Regions from separate parts of the Arabidopsis thaliana genome. Here region 1 is linked to region 2. A link is a contact called in public capture Hi-C data. All regions are on one chromosome and are shown on one strand. The core of a region is the stretch at or near the end of the contact, and the rest is flanking DNA. Distances in the headings are between cores, read along the strand shown.

Evidence for each region. Capture Hi-C pulls out chosen DNA fragments and counts their contacts.
Region 1: a contact with region 2 is called in a capture Hi-C map of root, with 2.0 times the contacts expected there. The contact joins the promoter of ADSS here to the promoter of CPK32 in region 2. A contact is called at or near these places in 2 of 26 Hi-C or Micro-C datasets (root and seedling), 1 of 2 datasets of contacts at active chromatin or transcription factors (shoot) and 2 of 3 other capture datasets (root and seedling).

The regions. Positions count from the first base shown.
Region 1 is chr3:21,333,850-21,341,752 of TAIR10.1, forward strand. ADSS (adenylosuccinate synthase) reads right to left here and starts at 2,871. Exons shown (of 4, transcript NM_115621.5): 1 at 2,458-2,871; 2 at 1,563-2,255; 3 at 1,076-1,387; 4 at 342-840. The coding sequence starts at 2,754. The coding sequence ends at 670. AT3G57620 (glyoxal oxidase-related protein) reads left to right here and starts at 3,684. Exons shown (of 1, transcript NM_115622.3): 1 at 3,684-5,452. The coding sequence starts at 3,715. The coding sequence ends at 5,358. It overlaps AT3G57600 (Integrase-type DNA-binding superfamily protein), which reads left to right. Exons shown (of 1, transcript NM_115620.2): 1 at 1-69. AT3G57630 (exostosin family protein) reads right to left here. Exons shown (of 14, transcript NM_115623.6): 6 at 7,763-7,903; 7 at 7,578-7,664; 8 at 7,338-7,472; 9 at 7,140-7,253; 10 at 6,794-7,041; 11 at 6,618-6,698; 12 at 6,275-6,506; 13 at 6,068-6,166; 14 at 5,425-5,984. The coding sequence ends at 5,694.
Region 2 is chr3:21,293,366-21,301,114 of TAIR10.1, forward strand. CPK32 (calcium-dependent protein kinase 32) reads right to left here and starts at 6,339. Exons shown (of 8, transcript NM_115613.4): 1 at 5,459-6,339; 2 at 5,091-5,214; 3 at 4,862-5,005; 4 at 4,576-4,728; 5 at 4,375-4,490; 6 at 4,105-4,272; 7 at 3,783-4,010; 8 at 3,092-3,688. The coding sequence starts at 5,986. The coding sequence ends at 3,533.

The sequences.
Region 1 (7,903 bases), core at 1,621-4,120, 37 kb after region 2:
GTTCATTTTTTCGCTATCCTTTAGCTCGATAGTTTAAATAGTAAGTGAAAGTCACGGCCCTAATAGAATGATATGTTTTGTGCAAGTAACAATGCAAAAAAGCTTACCTATCATATCCCCTTTCATGGAGATCACATCTAATATCTCAATAATACTAGAAACTCATGATCAATAAATAAAGATCATGATGGTATGAACAAATTTTTAAGATTCGCCTTCGAACTGACCAACGCAAACTTTCTGTCGAGAAAAGAAAACAACAAAACTGAATAACCTAGAGACATATCACACGATGCATAAACTCCCACCAGAAAGTTTCACCTGCCAGCACTGATCAAAATCTGAAGAAATTTGCTAAGTATAGATAACATCCACAGATATTCAACAAGCATAAACAGCAGCTACAATGAACCTTCACGACTTTCTCAGGTTTAAGACATAAAAGGATCTCTTATCAATGGAACGAATAGAGTAAGATCAAACACGAAAGCTTAAACATTATGAATATAGCAACCTCACTGCTTAAGCACAGAATTCCTCTTCATTCCAATATTAGAAACAATGCAACAGATACACTAGTCATTCCAAAGAGAGTAATAATTCTCAGTAACTTGACACTTGATCAATTTTTGAGTTTGTGGAGGAACCAAAAAAGCCTAACACTAAAAATCATTTATATATAAGGGCATCACGACCGGGCCCAATACCAATGTAATGAATGGGCACACCCACGAGTTCTTCAATCCTCTCAACATATTGCTGAGCAGCCTTTGGAAGATCAGAGTAGTTTCTGACCGAGGATATGTCAGACTTCCACCCAGGTAAGACTTCATACTCCACCTACAAACATTTGCACAAGTATAGAAAGTTATTCATCATCCCAACAATAAGTAATAAGTACCATTTCCTAGACAATAAGATTAAACTCTGTTTTCAGGACTTTATCAGATACTTTATGAACAAATAGAGCCAAATGATGTGCCTGTCAGATTCTTTATAACCAAATTAATAACAAGAGAAGTTGCCCTATTCATAAAAGGAGACAGTCAGACATATGTCAGAGAACGGTACTTACATGCAGTTCTTCGAGAAGACGAAGATCACCAGGGAATGATTTAACAGGGGTGCCGTCACTCCTCTTGTAAGCCACACCCAGCTGGATTTCGTTCAGATCCGAAAGTACATCAAGCTTAGTGAGATTAAGTGATGCAAATCCATTGATTTGGCAAGAAAATTTCAGGGCAACAATGTCAAGCCAGCCACACCGACGAGGACGACCAGTTGTAGTGCCAAACTCCTGTCCAGCTAACCTAAGAAGGTCACCACCTGTGCCCAAATTTTCTGTCGGGAATGGACCTGAACCAACTCTTGTAGTGTATGCTTTTACCTGAAATAACAGGATCATCACAATGCTTTCATATCTCTGTCATTGCTTGCAGATTATGTTATCAAAGAGTAAATGGCAAATGTATGGGGAACATCAATACTACTAACTCAGAACAACATAGGTTAAATAATGGCCAATGCAGAAAGTCAAGTCTATGACTGAAAATGATGCTTACCACTCCAATTAGATCACCAACAACACTTGGTGCAATACCAAGACCTGTGCAGATCCCACCGGCTGAGGGGCTGGAGGAAGTAACAAAAGGATAAGTCCCAAAGTCAATGTCCAACATTGTAGCTTGACCACCTTCGACCAAAACCTTTTTCTTCTGCGAAATCGAGTCATTGATGAAATGGACAGTGTCAGTAATGTAGGGCTCCAATCTGTCAGCGTATCTCTTGTATGCTTCAACTTCTTCCCGAAGCATTTCAGGAGTATACTTGAACCCTTGAAACCTTGCCGCTGCATCTGATAGTAAAAGGTCAAGCTTTTGAGGTAAAGTATCCATGTGCCTGAGATCACCTACTCTAATACCATTCCTTATCACTTTACTAGAGTAGGCAGGACCAATTCCCCTCTTGGTGGTGCCAATGAACGACTTGGCAAGCTCAGATTCCCTGAGCCCATCAACCTCTTGATGGAAATCGAATAACAAGTGAGCGCGATCAGAGACCAAAATCCTTCCTTTACAGGAGACACCATTGGACTCCAAACCATCAATCTCTTTGAAGAGACCTGGCAAATGCACCACAACTCCGTTTCCAATGACACAAGTAGTATCCTCATTCAGGATACCTGAAGGCACAAGGTGAAGTGCAAATTTCTTTCCCTCTGAATTGTATATAGTGTGTCCAGCATTAGCTCCACCCTACGGTAACCAAACCACAATATTCAAACAAAAAGACTTAAACTTTGCCGGAACAATCAAATCAGGAACAGAAACTTAGTAAAAGAATCAACAAATTCAATTCAAAATGTTCACAAATCTCCAATTGCAAACACAGATTAAATCCTTAATCTTTACGAAAAGTTCATAAGGAATATGAAAAAGGTAAAAATGTAAACTTTACCTGACAACGAGCAACGATGTCAAAGTGTTGGGCTAAGATGTCAACGAGTTTGCCTTTACCTTCATCTCCCCATTGGCAACCGAGTACACCAGATACTTGACTCAGTGATCCAATCCGTCCAAGAGACTCAGTGGCGGCTGAATCAGCGGCGACGCTCAGTGAAGCGGAGACAGCTGGACGTTTAGCAGAGCAAGAGACGAAGCTTCGAGGGTGGTGAAGAGGAGGATAACGGCGGTGATAAGGTCCACCAACAGCGAATCTTGGATTGGAGTCGAGAGTGAGGGAAGAGAGAGACATCTTCGAAGAGAGAGAAGAGAAGAGGTATCAAAAGTCTTAGGGTTCGCCGGCACTTGAGTATGGGGAAACCTGAGGAAGACCTTTTTTCAAACTGAGCTCAGGTGAACTAAAATGACCATTTTGACCTTTACATGAAATATGTAATGAAATTAATTTGGTTAAACCGAGACTAAAACCGGTCTTAACACAAAGCAAGAACTAAACTGAATTTAAAAAGTCAGCGTTTTGTTAACATGCCATAATTGAATGCTGTAATTCAAAATTTACGGAGACATTCTGCCGAGTATGTATATATGGAGACATTCTTGAGGCTGAGCAATTTACTCCCAAAGTTCCAGCTTTTTTGTTTTTTAGATTTTGATCAGCCGGTCTATGGAGACATTCTTAAGGTGATATTTTTGTAAGTGAGTGATATTTTTGTCATTTTGATTTATAAACATATAAGAATAAGGAAATATTTGTCTGATAATTTCTTAAGTTTTTTTTTTTGGGCATTCTCTTTGCAACTTGCGGAATTATAGAAATCATCATGCAGGTGTACATTGTTTTCTCTATTCATTTCATACTTATTTATTATATGTGTTCCTTACTTATTTATTTCCAAATATTACGACAATTTCAAAGAGTGATGATACCAGAATTTAGAAAGAAAATATTACATCCTTTAATTTGATTAAAACTATCTATAGTTTGATGCAATTCTACTACGTTTTCTTAAAGACTGTCTAAAACTCCGGCATGAATGTAGTAGAGTCAAAGAGTTTGCTTGTCCAAAATTCCAAATTAAATATATAAAACAAGAATCGTCAATCTAATAAAAATAACAATTTTATGTGAAAGAATATATAATTGGACGTATTACTCCAACCATACTACTCTTCAACAAGAAAATAGATAAACCAACCTCTAACTTAAAATTCACCATCAAACCAAGAACAAAGGAAGAAACCACCAACCACTATGATCAACTCCAAAAATACATTCATCGTCGCTACAACCATCTTATGCCTCTCCATGGCCATATTATCCGAAGGTCAAGCTAACCCTTTTCTATTGCAACTCGATCGGTGGGAAATGTTGCTACCGAGCATCGGTATATCCGCCATGCACATGCAACTCCTCCACAACGGCATGGTTATAATGTTCGACCGTACCGATTTCGGTACCTCAAATGTTTCTCTACCCGGAGGCATATGTCGTTACGACCCTACTGACACCGCAGAAAAGTTCGATTGCAGCGCACACTCAGTTCTCTACGATGTTGTCTCCAACACATACCGTCCTTTGAATGTCCAAACAGATACATGGTGTTCTTCTGGTGCGGTTCTTCCCAACGGAACATTGGTTCAAACCGGTGGATACAACGATGGTGAGCGTGCTGCTCGAATGTTTAGCCCTTGTGGTTATAGTGATACATGTGATTGGATTGAGTTTCCTCAGTATCTATCCCAACGTAGATGGTATGCCACCAACCAAATATTACCCGATGGACGGATCATTGTGGTCGGAGGAAGAAGACAGTTCAACTATGAACTTTTTCCCCGACATGATTCTCGGTCTAGAAGCTCAAGACTTGAGTTTCTTAGAGAAACTTCAGATGGAAGTAACGAGAACAACTTATATCCGTTCATACATCTTTTACCTGATGGAAACTTATTTGTCTTCGCTAACACAAGATCCATTGTGTTCGATTACAAAAAGAACCGAATCGTGAAAGAGTTTCCAGAGATTCCAGGTGGTGATCCAAGGAACTATCCAAGCAGTGGTTCTTCTATACTATTTCCATTAGATGATACCAACGATGCTAACGTAGAAGTTGAGATAATGGTATGTGGAGGCTCTCCTAAAGGCGGCTTCTCACGTGGATTCACACGTGCCACCTCCACATGCGGGAGGCTAAAACTATCCGATCAGAGTCCAAGTTGGGAAATGGAAACCATGCCATTGCCACGTGTTATGGGAGACATGCTACTCTTACCAACAGGTGACGTCATCATCGTAAACGGAGCCGGAGCTGGCACGGCCGGTTGGGAGAAAGCACGTGACCCGATTATCCAACCTGTGATATATCAACCGTTTGATCATCTCTTCACCGTTATGTCCACACCATCACGTCCTAGGATGTACCATTCCTCAGCGATTTTATTACCAGACGGTCGGGTTTTAGTTGGTGGAAGTAATCCTCACGTTTATTACAACTTTACCAACGTCGAGTATCCAACGGATTTAAGCCTCGAGGCTTATTCTCCACCATATCTATTTTTCACATCCGACCCAATACGTCCCAAGATATTATTGACAAGCGACAAAGTATTGAGTTACAAGAGATTGTTTAACGTGGATTTCTCCATAGCTCAGTTTCTGACCGTTGATCTTCTCTCTGTGAGGATAGTTGCACCATCTTTCACTACACACTCCTTTGCGATGAATCAGAGGATGGTAATCTTGAAGCTACTCTCTGTGACGCGTGACCAGCTAACAAATTCTTATAGAGTCAGTGCATTGGGTCCATCAACGGCTGAGATTGCTCCTCCGGGATACTATATGATATTTCTGGTGCATGCAGGTATACCAAGCTCAGCCGCTTGGGTGCAGATTGAGTGAAGCTTAAATAGATCGATTATGAATAGTTTGAAATGTATGTTGCATGATATATATAAATATTCAAGCAAAATAAAGAGAGAGGAAGAGATTAGATAATATGCTGAATAAATTGTTAACTTACGATCTTTATAAAAACTGGCTTGAATTTAACAAATAGAGTTTTGCTTACATAATGACTGATGGTTCACCTAACTCAAAACCCAAGATTATTCCTTTCAAAAAGAATCGATTTGGCAATGAATCTTGAATGATTCTGCCGTGTGTATATGTATATGCTTCTGCAGCTTCTGAGGTATTTACTTCCAAAGTTCCAACTTTTTTGTTTTAGATTTTGATCAGCTGGTTTTATGGAGACATTCTTGCGGCAAACCATAATCTTTAGTCCGGTTTACGGCTTGCTCTCGTCTCCATGGATCGTTGTGTAGCTTGAAATGCAGAGTTTGTATGATAGTAGCGAAGATATCATCGTGCTTCAGTTTAGAGAATTGAACAGCCCAGTCTTCTTCATGTCCATAAGTAGCTTTTTGTCTCTCTGCTTCAAGCAAAATCGAGTCTCGGAACAAGAATCTTTGCCAGAGCTCCTTTACATTACCCAGTCTGAATTGTATCTCTGCCTCACTGAATCCCTGTGAGAGATTTCAGATTAAAATGAGTCTGAGATTAGGAGCAGTTTAGTTAGTTGAGAACAAGACAGAGAGAGAGTGGTTACTCGCAGAGTGTTTATGAGATTGGGAATGTCATCTTCATTGACACGAACTGCAAAACTTTCATAATTGAGCATGTTCTCATATGGCAAGTAGATTCCGTCCTAATGAAGAGTCATCAATCAACGGGAACCAACAAACCGTCATTTTCGGATCAGACAGCTTAAGTTTTTGGATTAATGTATTGAATGTGGTAAGTTTAAGCTATATACCTGAATGATGACTGGAACACATCCTTGTAAGATACTATCTTCCATGCGTCCACTCCAACCATCTCCAGGGAACGCACCACAGAAGATTGAATTGGCTATGTCCTTGTGGTAATTGTCGGAACGCAATGGAGTTACAATCACATCTTCTGCGTGCTGCTTCCCAAGCTTACCTTCTTTGTTAGGGCTAGAACCAAACTCTTCTGCTAGCTTCTGCCTGATTCCCATGCTATACCTGCATTAGATGTTATGGGACCATTATATACATCTCCATTAGGAATGCTGTTTGAAGCAAGCTCGACTTTCCCAAATGATATCAACATGAGTCTTTAAGTTGAAGACTTACGAATCTTCAGGCCTTCCCTTTTCATAAGCAGGTCCGAGATTCCCATTGAAGTAAAACAATGTTTTCCGCTTCTCCCGTGGCCTAATAATAAGGAACAAGACAACAACTTTCAGGCTTCTTGTTTCCAGCGATCGAACATGACTGAAACAATGTCCAAGAACTATCAGAGAATATACCTTTCCCAGTAATTTTTGCGCATTGAGTAAGGGTCAGGAACTTTCCAGGCTGGAATCACGAGATCTTTGCGGGGGTCAAAGCAAGGATGATCTCCTCTCCTCTCATCAGATATATCATCCCAGTTATCACCAAAATAAGCTGTTGTTGAATGGTTGTGCTTAGAGTTTGTGTTACCCCAGTGAACTAGCATCATGCTATTCCATATCTCTTTAGGAGCATAGCAAGCACCTTCATCCCATGAGAAAAACTGCCTTTTTCAGGCGTAAAAAGATTAGCCACATTAGTGTGGAGTGATCTGTGTAAGAAATCAAGAAACAAGCTCTAAGTATGTATGCATCATCATACCCAAATATGGTCTCTTCCAGCTGAGCGGTTCCAGTATGGATATTTCTCAACAATGTGTTCATAAGCCCTTTTGTAGAACTCTAAGGTAAGTGAGCTTCTTAATCCAGTATGATTCTGAAAGTAATAAAAACATATACAATATATGAGCTCTAAAGCTTCTACAAGCAGAGAATCAAAAGGTGAGTTTCTCGACCCAACCTGCATGTTAATGTGAGGTGCATCATCAGCACGATTTATAATGCATGAATCCAGAACAGGAACAAAGAAGAAATCTGCCTCTTCTCCATTCATTGTACGATGAGCGGTGGCCAAGATGTTCTCGTAGAATGCCATCTTCAAAATCAAAAGAGACAAAGAAGAGGCAAAGTTATCTTTCAATTCAAATTCAGGAGAAAATTGCTGAATTATCTGGTATTCGACTCAAGTTTAGTAGAAAACCTGGGAACCATATAGATAATCTGTCCATACTGTTGCATTCCTCTCATCATAGATCCTATTAACGCATTCAAATTTAAAATGCCGGCCCTGCAACAACAAATTTAAATCAGAGGAGACTGAGAACTTTATCATAAAAGGTGATTTTAACATTTTGTAGAAGAAAAACTAAAATTTTGGATTGTGACCTCAATAAGTAGACTGTTGAAGTCTGGGGGTAGATCATAGATGTATATAAGAGGCCTTTTTTTCTTCACCACAGCACTCAGATTAATGAGATTACCAGGGACATTTTTTTCACTTGGAACTTCAAGATGTGCTGGTCGAAG
Region 2 (7,749 bases), core at 5,089-7,588:
TCGATTGTGTCAGTTTTTTTTTTGGTAAAAATACCAAAATACTACTAGCATTTAAATTGAATTTCGTATATTTTTATAAACGAATAATAATAATAGTTGTAGTTAATATAAAATTAAAAAATATTAGTTAAAAAATCAGTTTACCCAAATTTTAGCCTACTTTAAAAATGTCAAACGGCTGTTAACGGAGGAATTGCTAATATGAAATGTTGAAATTATGGTTGTTTCTAGCTGTGCAAGAAATCATATTAAACATCGAATCAAATCATATTCTGAAACTGTAAATAATAAATCGTAGTTATTTTTCACTCTTGATACAAATCATCGTAACGAAGCTCAAATGTACAAGAAACGTGTAACGTAGTTCCATACGCCTCTTTTTATAGTATATTTTTCCTAGTTGAATCGCGTGTATTATGGAATGCCAGTAACATATACACATACATCACCGATCATTCACCCATAAGTTTTACATATCTTTAATTAATATTTGTTTGATATCTTTTATAGTCCTAGGAAATGACATATCTGTATTGCTGATCAAATTTGAAAAACTTAAGGACAAAGTCAATTCACGAGTCTGGTTCAGTGGGTATTCAGGTATCTCGATTATATCACATTATCACATTGGCGAGATATTCAGGTATACCTCGATTCTCGGATTCAACATTATGTTCTAAAAGAAGACAAAATTGTGACATCGGATATCTTCGAGGCGAATAATCCACTTTTTAATGTTATAATTTCGACGAGACTATTACTCTTTAATATCTTAAAATAATGCATGCATGAAATTATGTAGTCATGTAAGATACTCACTCTTTAACGAGAACGTTACAAAACTTAATCGTTTTTTCTTTTTTCTCTATCAAAAAAGAACAAGTCGTTTTTCTTCTATATGCGCTATTACATCTTATAAAAACTTTACATGCATAATGTAATTATGCCGGATAATTATGAAATATGTTGTAAAAACCAAATTGATAAATTCGGGAAGATATTGTATATATGGACCGAGGACCGAAGCAATTCCATTAAAATGTATGGTTCATAGTACTTAGAACCGTCTTCAAAATATATATAAACTTTTCAACAAAACGACTATCGAAGCCGCCCAATACTATAAACACACGATATAAACAGACACATGTTTATTACTTTACTTTAATTGAGAAAGTATTATGCAAGTTGTGTTTTAGTTTGACTCCTCTGCGGAGCAAACCATAACAACGTCGCTAAGATACGGACCGTAACACATACTCACACTTGATGTCACGATCCTTATCCGCTTATCTGGAACCACGTGTGTGGTCAACACTCGACGACCGGTTTGAGCCGGGTTAATTCACTTGGCTGCTCTTTCGTACTAAAAGCTACTTCCTGTTGTGGATAATTCGTGGAACGACACACTAATAAATAATAATGCATGGTACGATAATGTTTTAAATCGAACCTAATATATACTGTACGTAGGTCCGTCGATCGGTACGGATTATGAAGATAGAGTTTGGTATATATCGACTCATTACTTATTTTACGGATTATCTTTTATCGTTTTCCTTTGTTGGTTTTTGCATTTCGAACACTTGGTTCTTTTTCATTATTGATTCAGATAAAACGAAAAAAAAGAAAAAACAATCAAGCTCTTTAATGATGTCCTCTTATTCAGTCATTCCTAATAATTGCATTTAACCCCCAAAATAGTTATTAAAGAAAAACGAAAGAAAAAGTACGTACGTAGGTGAATTTTTGTAATGAAACGGCGCAAGTGGGTCTCATCCACGTCAGCTCTGTTTAATCAAATGTTAAAAGATCTAAAGTATCTCCTTAATTAGCATTGATCAGTTCACCATGTCCTTGTCTAGATTCCTTTTTCACTTTGGACTTTTATCATTAGGTGTGTGATACGATTATAAATTTTGTTGGCTCTATGTATATAACTTTAATACGACGATTAATCAATGATAAATTACGGTGATTACTATAATGTTAACTCTGTAATCATGTATAGTGTCCTTCCAAATCATATTGTTATTTACTACAAGGTCGACATCGGACATGTGTATCCTTCGTGTACCGTTCAACCTCACGCCTTTTGCATGATTGATTTGTTTGATTTTCAATAAAATTTGGCAACAATACAAAAATAGCCACGTAAGTCTCCCGTGTCGATGAGACTACTACGAGGTGGATATTTATTAGACGTACCAAAAAGCAATGATTTGAGTTAAATTGCTTTTCACTTGTATGTTTGTGATTATAATACTTAACAGATGTTCAGTGATGCTATTTTTATCTACATTGTGTGGGTATCAGATTTGTAGGATATCAATATCATGAACAGTTGCAAACTCATCGAGTAGATATGATTGTAAATTTTTATTTTTTATAAGGCTGTTGATCAAATATTCAAATGACTGGTGTCTTATGCTTGATGACAATAATATAGAGGACACAAATATTTAGTCCACTTGTTTAGATTTGATGCTGCGATAAGCCAATAACGACGTTTATTATATTTTTGTCTGAATTTTCCTTCTTCTCGACTACTATAGCTATATGGGATTGATAAAAGTTTATGGCCAATATAGTTTCCGTTATATACTTATTTAAAACATTGTACAGTTTTGAAAACAAAACTGTGACCACAAAGACAAAGTCGACCACCAGGACAAAACGAAATGGGACTTTAGTTTCTGATTTTATTTGTACATCTGGCTTTGTGTAAATTGAGTTAATTACAAAATAGGCATTTGTCTTAAGAATTTATTTATTAAGACATTTCTCATATGTCTTCACGAAAACATGTACTTATTTCTTGTGAAAAGTCATCTCTAATATCATTTCATTGGCCTCATCTTCTCAAGCCGAGAAAGTCTAATTAATGTTGTAGTGTTGTGTCGTTGTATCTGTGTATGCATCGCAGACTGTCAACTAAACGGTTTGGGTTTACAAGTCCAATTCTAGGGTATATCGTTTTCACTTCTTCACCTATTTTCACATCATCCTACCACTTGCAAAAATGGAATATCAATTTCTCACTTACTCCAGAAGGTTAAAATCGTCCGAAATCAGACAATAAGCGGCCCATTCAACTGTGCAACATACCTCTTTTGAAATTATTAAATTTAAAATGCCTATATTCGATATAAGCTCGTGTAAGTTTATCTGTAAAGCAAGCTCTCATTGTCAAAATCCATAACTCATATAATTCTTGAATGGTTATAGAAAATTACAGATTGATCACAAGAAAAATTGATGATATTATCTTTTATCAACACAAGATTATACAAAATATCTACACACAGCCAAAGGCCAACACGGTTTTTCTCTCTTGATCCCCATACTCAGCTCGCTCATTAGCCAGGATATCAAACACACAACTCTTACAACTTTATATGCCTAAAAAGCTTTAATCGTGGTGTCATAAAAAAAAAGCAACCCAAGAAGATAAAAATTAAGAAATTAAGAAAGATTTGCATCCCTTTGATTCAATCTTCCAGACTGGTGAGTGACACAGATTAAGCCTCTCTCATCTTGTATCACCATTGACCTGCAACGACGCATCTTGCATCAGTTTGAGACTGATACTGTTAAACCGTTCTCTCGAGTACTGTCTCGAAGCTTTTCTCCAATCTGTTCCTGTTTTCATCATCGTTACAAACTCTTCGTAACTTATTCTTCCATCCTACAAAAAAAACAATTTTCATGATGGTTAGTTCTCTATGAGATGGGATTTTTTTCAACAAGAAAACGAGAGTGAAATGGTGAAGTTAACCAACCTTGTCGGTGTCAACATCACGGATAATGGCATCAACAACTTCTTCACTTGTACCAAGTTCGTCAGACAAGGCTTCCCTTAACTCCTCTATTTCGATATATCCGTTATTGTTTTGATCAAAGAACGCAAACGCTTTCTTGAGATGCTCGTCATTGCCCATTTTCCTTAGGTGTACCGATATGGCAATAAACTCGTCACAGTCCAAATATCCATCTCTATCGATGTCTCCCTGCAAAGTAGAAGAAAACCATCCAGAGCTCAGTTAACTGCATTCAAATCACACAAAAACTGGTATTGAAAAGTAATGGTAAATCAAAGCTCACAGCATCCATCAAAATTTGTAAATCATCTTGCGGAATGGCATGACCAAGTTTCTGCAACCCGATTTTAAGCTCGTCGATGTTAATCTTCCCTCTTTGGCTTGTGTCCATTATTTGGAACCCTTCTCTTATACCTGAAGCTTCTTCATCTGATAAATGCTCAGCAATAACCTATCGAGATAACGTAACAAGACCAAACGAAACTATTGTTAGGCTTTTTAGATCAGAAGAGATATACATTTTCGGATAGTTTATAAGTAATATGTATTTTACCCTGAGTGCTCGTTTCTTGAGCTTGTTCATGACGGTGAACTGCTTCAACCTTGCCCTCACTGTTTCACCCAATGATACATTGGGGGCTGTCTTTGCATTCTGTAACCACGGGTGATCTGAGGAAAATGAAGCAAAGACCGATTAATACTCTTTGTCTGTCTCAGATTCCATATAAGCAAATTGCATCATATAAATCTGTACCTAGGACTTGTTGAGCTGTAAGACGACGCTTTTGGTCAGGATCAAGCATTTTCCTGATAAGGTCTTTTGCGTTTTCAGAAACCTTGGGCCATGGGTCCCTTCTGAAGTCTAGTACAGATCGAATAATTGCTTGTGCAACTCCTTGTTCAGTTTCTGAAAATGGTATAGAAAAAAACAGAAGACCAGGTTCATTATTCTTATGATCACTTCTTCATATACTACCCCTGAAGACAACATGTGCTACAGACGGCCCAAGAAGAAGGAAACATAGACTGACAAAACTAACCTGCCCAGAAAGGCGGGACACCACATAGCAGTATGTAAAGAATTACACCTGCACTCCAAATATCAACTTCTGGACCATAATTCCGTTTTAGCACCTCGGGAGCCATGTAGTACGGACTACCAACGATTTCGTTAAACCTCTCGCCTGCAAAGAAAATAACGGTGTGGGTTAAGATTATTGACAAACCACAAAGCAATCAGCTATCTACTGAGCAGAAAGACCACATTACCTGGTTTAAAGAAAACAGAGAGACCAAAATCAATCGCCTTAAGAGGTGCAGTCTCCTTCTTGTTTCCAAACAAGAAGTTCTCAGGTTTCAGGTCCCTGTGCATTACCCCATGCTTATGACACACCTGCAAGAACACACTCATTAATCTCACATCTAAAATCACTCCACAAGACTTTCAATTTACATGAAAAGAAACGAATTTTGAATCTTTCTGCAGCAAATTGAGCCCTTTAAAGCAATGCTACAAGTCAATAATGTCCAAGAAACTGAAACCAGTAACAAACCAAGACATTATACGAGGCCATTGCAATTCTGCAACAAGTAAAGACTAAAGAGATACAATAAACAGCAAAAAAACCTTGACGAACCTGAACAACTTCCATGATGGTCTTAGTGACAGCAGCAGCAGCTCTCTCAGTATAATGCCCTCTAGCAACAATCCTATCAAACAATTCACCACCTTCACAAAGCTCCATAACCAAATGAACAGCATGCTCATCCTCATAAGTCTCCTTCAAAGTAACAACATTAGGATGCTCAGGCATATGCCTCATAATCTCAACCTCTCTCCTAACATCTTCAATATCAACAGCTGTCCTCAGCTTCTTCTTCAAAATCGATTTACAAGCAAAAACGTCGTCTGTCTCCTTATCAGTACATAGATACGTAACACCGAATTCTCCACGACCTAGCTCTCTCCCCAACGTGTATTTAGACTCGATCTCACGACCTGTTGGATCATTCAAAACGATAAGCTTAAGAGGTCTTCCACCTCCATCTCCACCACCGTGGTGAAGACCGTAATCAATCGAGAAAGGGTTTTGCTTCTTCCTTCCTTTTTTGGGTTTGTTATCGTTTTGAGCCAATGATCCTGCTGTTCCGCAACAATTACCCATGACTTTTCCGATCAAACCCAAATCAAAACCGATGAAACTTGAGAGATTGAGGACGAAATTCCAGGAAAGTAGGAAACTTTAAGAGAATTCTGGAAGAGATGGATGAGAAAAAAACGAAGGAGGTGAAGAACAATATATGAAAGGGTGGAAATTTTCAACGCGTGAATACCAAGAAGAACGTCAAATCATTTGTTCGAAAATTAAAATTGCGAAAAATTAATTACAGAGAGAGAGAGAGAGATGATGATGGAAGGAAGGTCAAGAGAATCTTCTTCCCTCCCTTCTTCTCCAGCTGCTCTATGATTGTTTTTTTTTCTTTTTTTGTCTGTTTCTTTTTTTCACTTTAAATTTTTAATTTTCAAAGAATGTTTCTTACTATTACATTACTCTAATGTGAAATCAAAATGCCTTCAGCTTTACCAAATTACTATTGACAATATTACCCCTATATGTGATTTTAATTATTTTTGGTGAATATATGTGATCTTAAGTTAAGGCTTAAATGCCGACAAAAAAAATTAAGGCTTAAATAGTTAAATGTCCACCAATTGTTTTTTTTCAAACTCCTGCAGAATTTTTTTTATTTTTAGAATATTTTTGTTCATTTTAATTTTAGAAAACTCTTTATTTTTATAGAATGTCTAACAAAATTCTAGCACCAAATAAATATATATCTGTGAAATGAATCATACAAATAATTACGAAGACAGGGGTGTTTCAGGAATTTTACCTCATGGATTAAACAGAAAGCGGAGTCTGTGACACGTTCTTAAACTAAGCGCCTTGGAAATAAAAAAAAGTTAAGGGTGAAACCGTAAATACGCTCGTGTTTGGGTTCATAAATAAGCGGCCACCTTTATTTTATGTTCTGTTTTTTTTTTATAATTAAAAGGTCAAACACGGCGATTTTGACTCTTTTTAATCACTTTCGTCGGACCCAACTAACTAATTTTTTTGACTTCGATACAAAACAACCAACATATGTAATTACTCAAAGTTATTTGCTTTTTCTGTCAAGTTGATGATTTTGGTTTTGCACTATAAAACTTCTACCAACAAATCGATAAACGCATTTTGATTTATCAAAATTTAACTGATATAGAAATAAATTTATTTTTATTTTTTTGTCAACTAATTTAATAATTGTTCAGATTACAGATATATGTGCAATTGGGTCGAAACCTGTATTTAAAAGTAACATAAATACTTAAAATTTTACTTTAGAGTTAGTTTATATATAAAATAATTAGCAAAGTCAACGGAGTATGAATGTGGTAAGATACTTTATCAAATGCCTCTAAATTAATATCAAAGCTCCTGATGGACATTCCTTTCCTTACACGAGTGTTTGTCTTACTCCTACCAAGTCAATGATTCAATTTGTAATTTGTTTACTTAGATTACCGTTACTAAAAAAGAGAGTTAAGTGCAATATATAATTAGGCAAGAAATGAGGGGTTTTATACAGTACACTCTATTTTCTTTAGTATTTGATCATTTACCAAAGACTGAGTCTTGTTTGTTAAAACGACCAAAACAAAATATATCTATGATATTGATGGACAAATAAATAGGAGAGTTAACAAAGAAAGGGTATGTAGATTTCTACCAAAAAAAAAAAAGGGTATGTAGGCCCATTATGGCAGAAGCAAAAACCGAAAATAAGCCTTTCTTAATCAGCCCATCTCAAAATCTCTTTACTTCTCTCTTTCTTGCACTTGTGTGTATAAGGTCTATGTTTTGTTCACCGTAAGAGTGTGGTA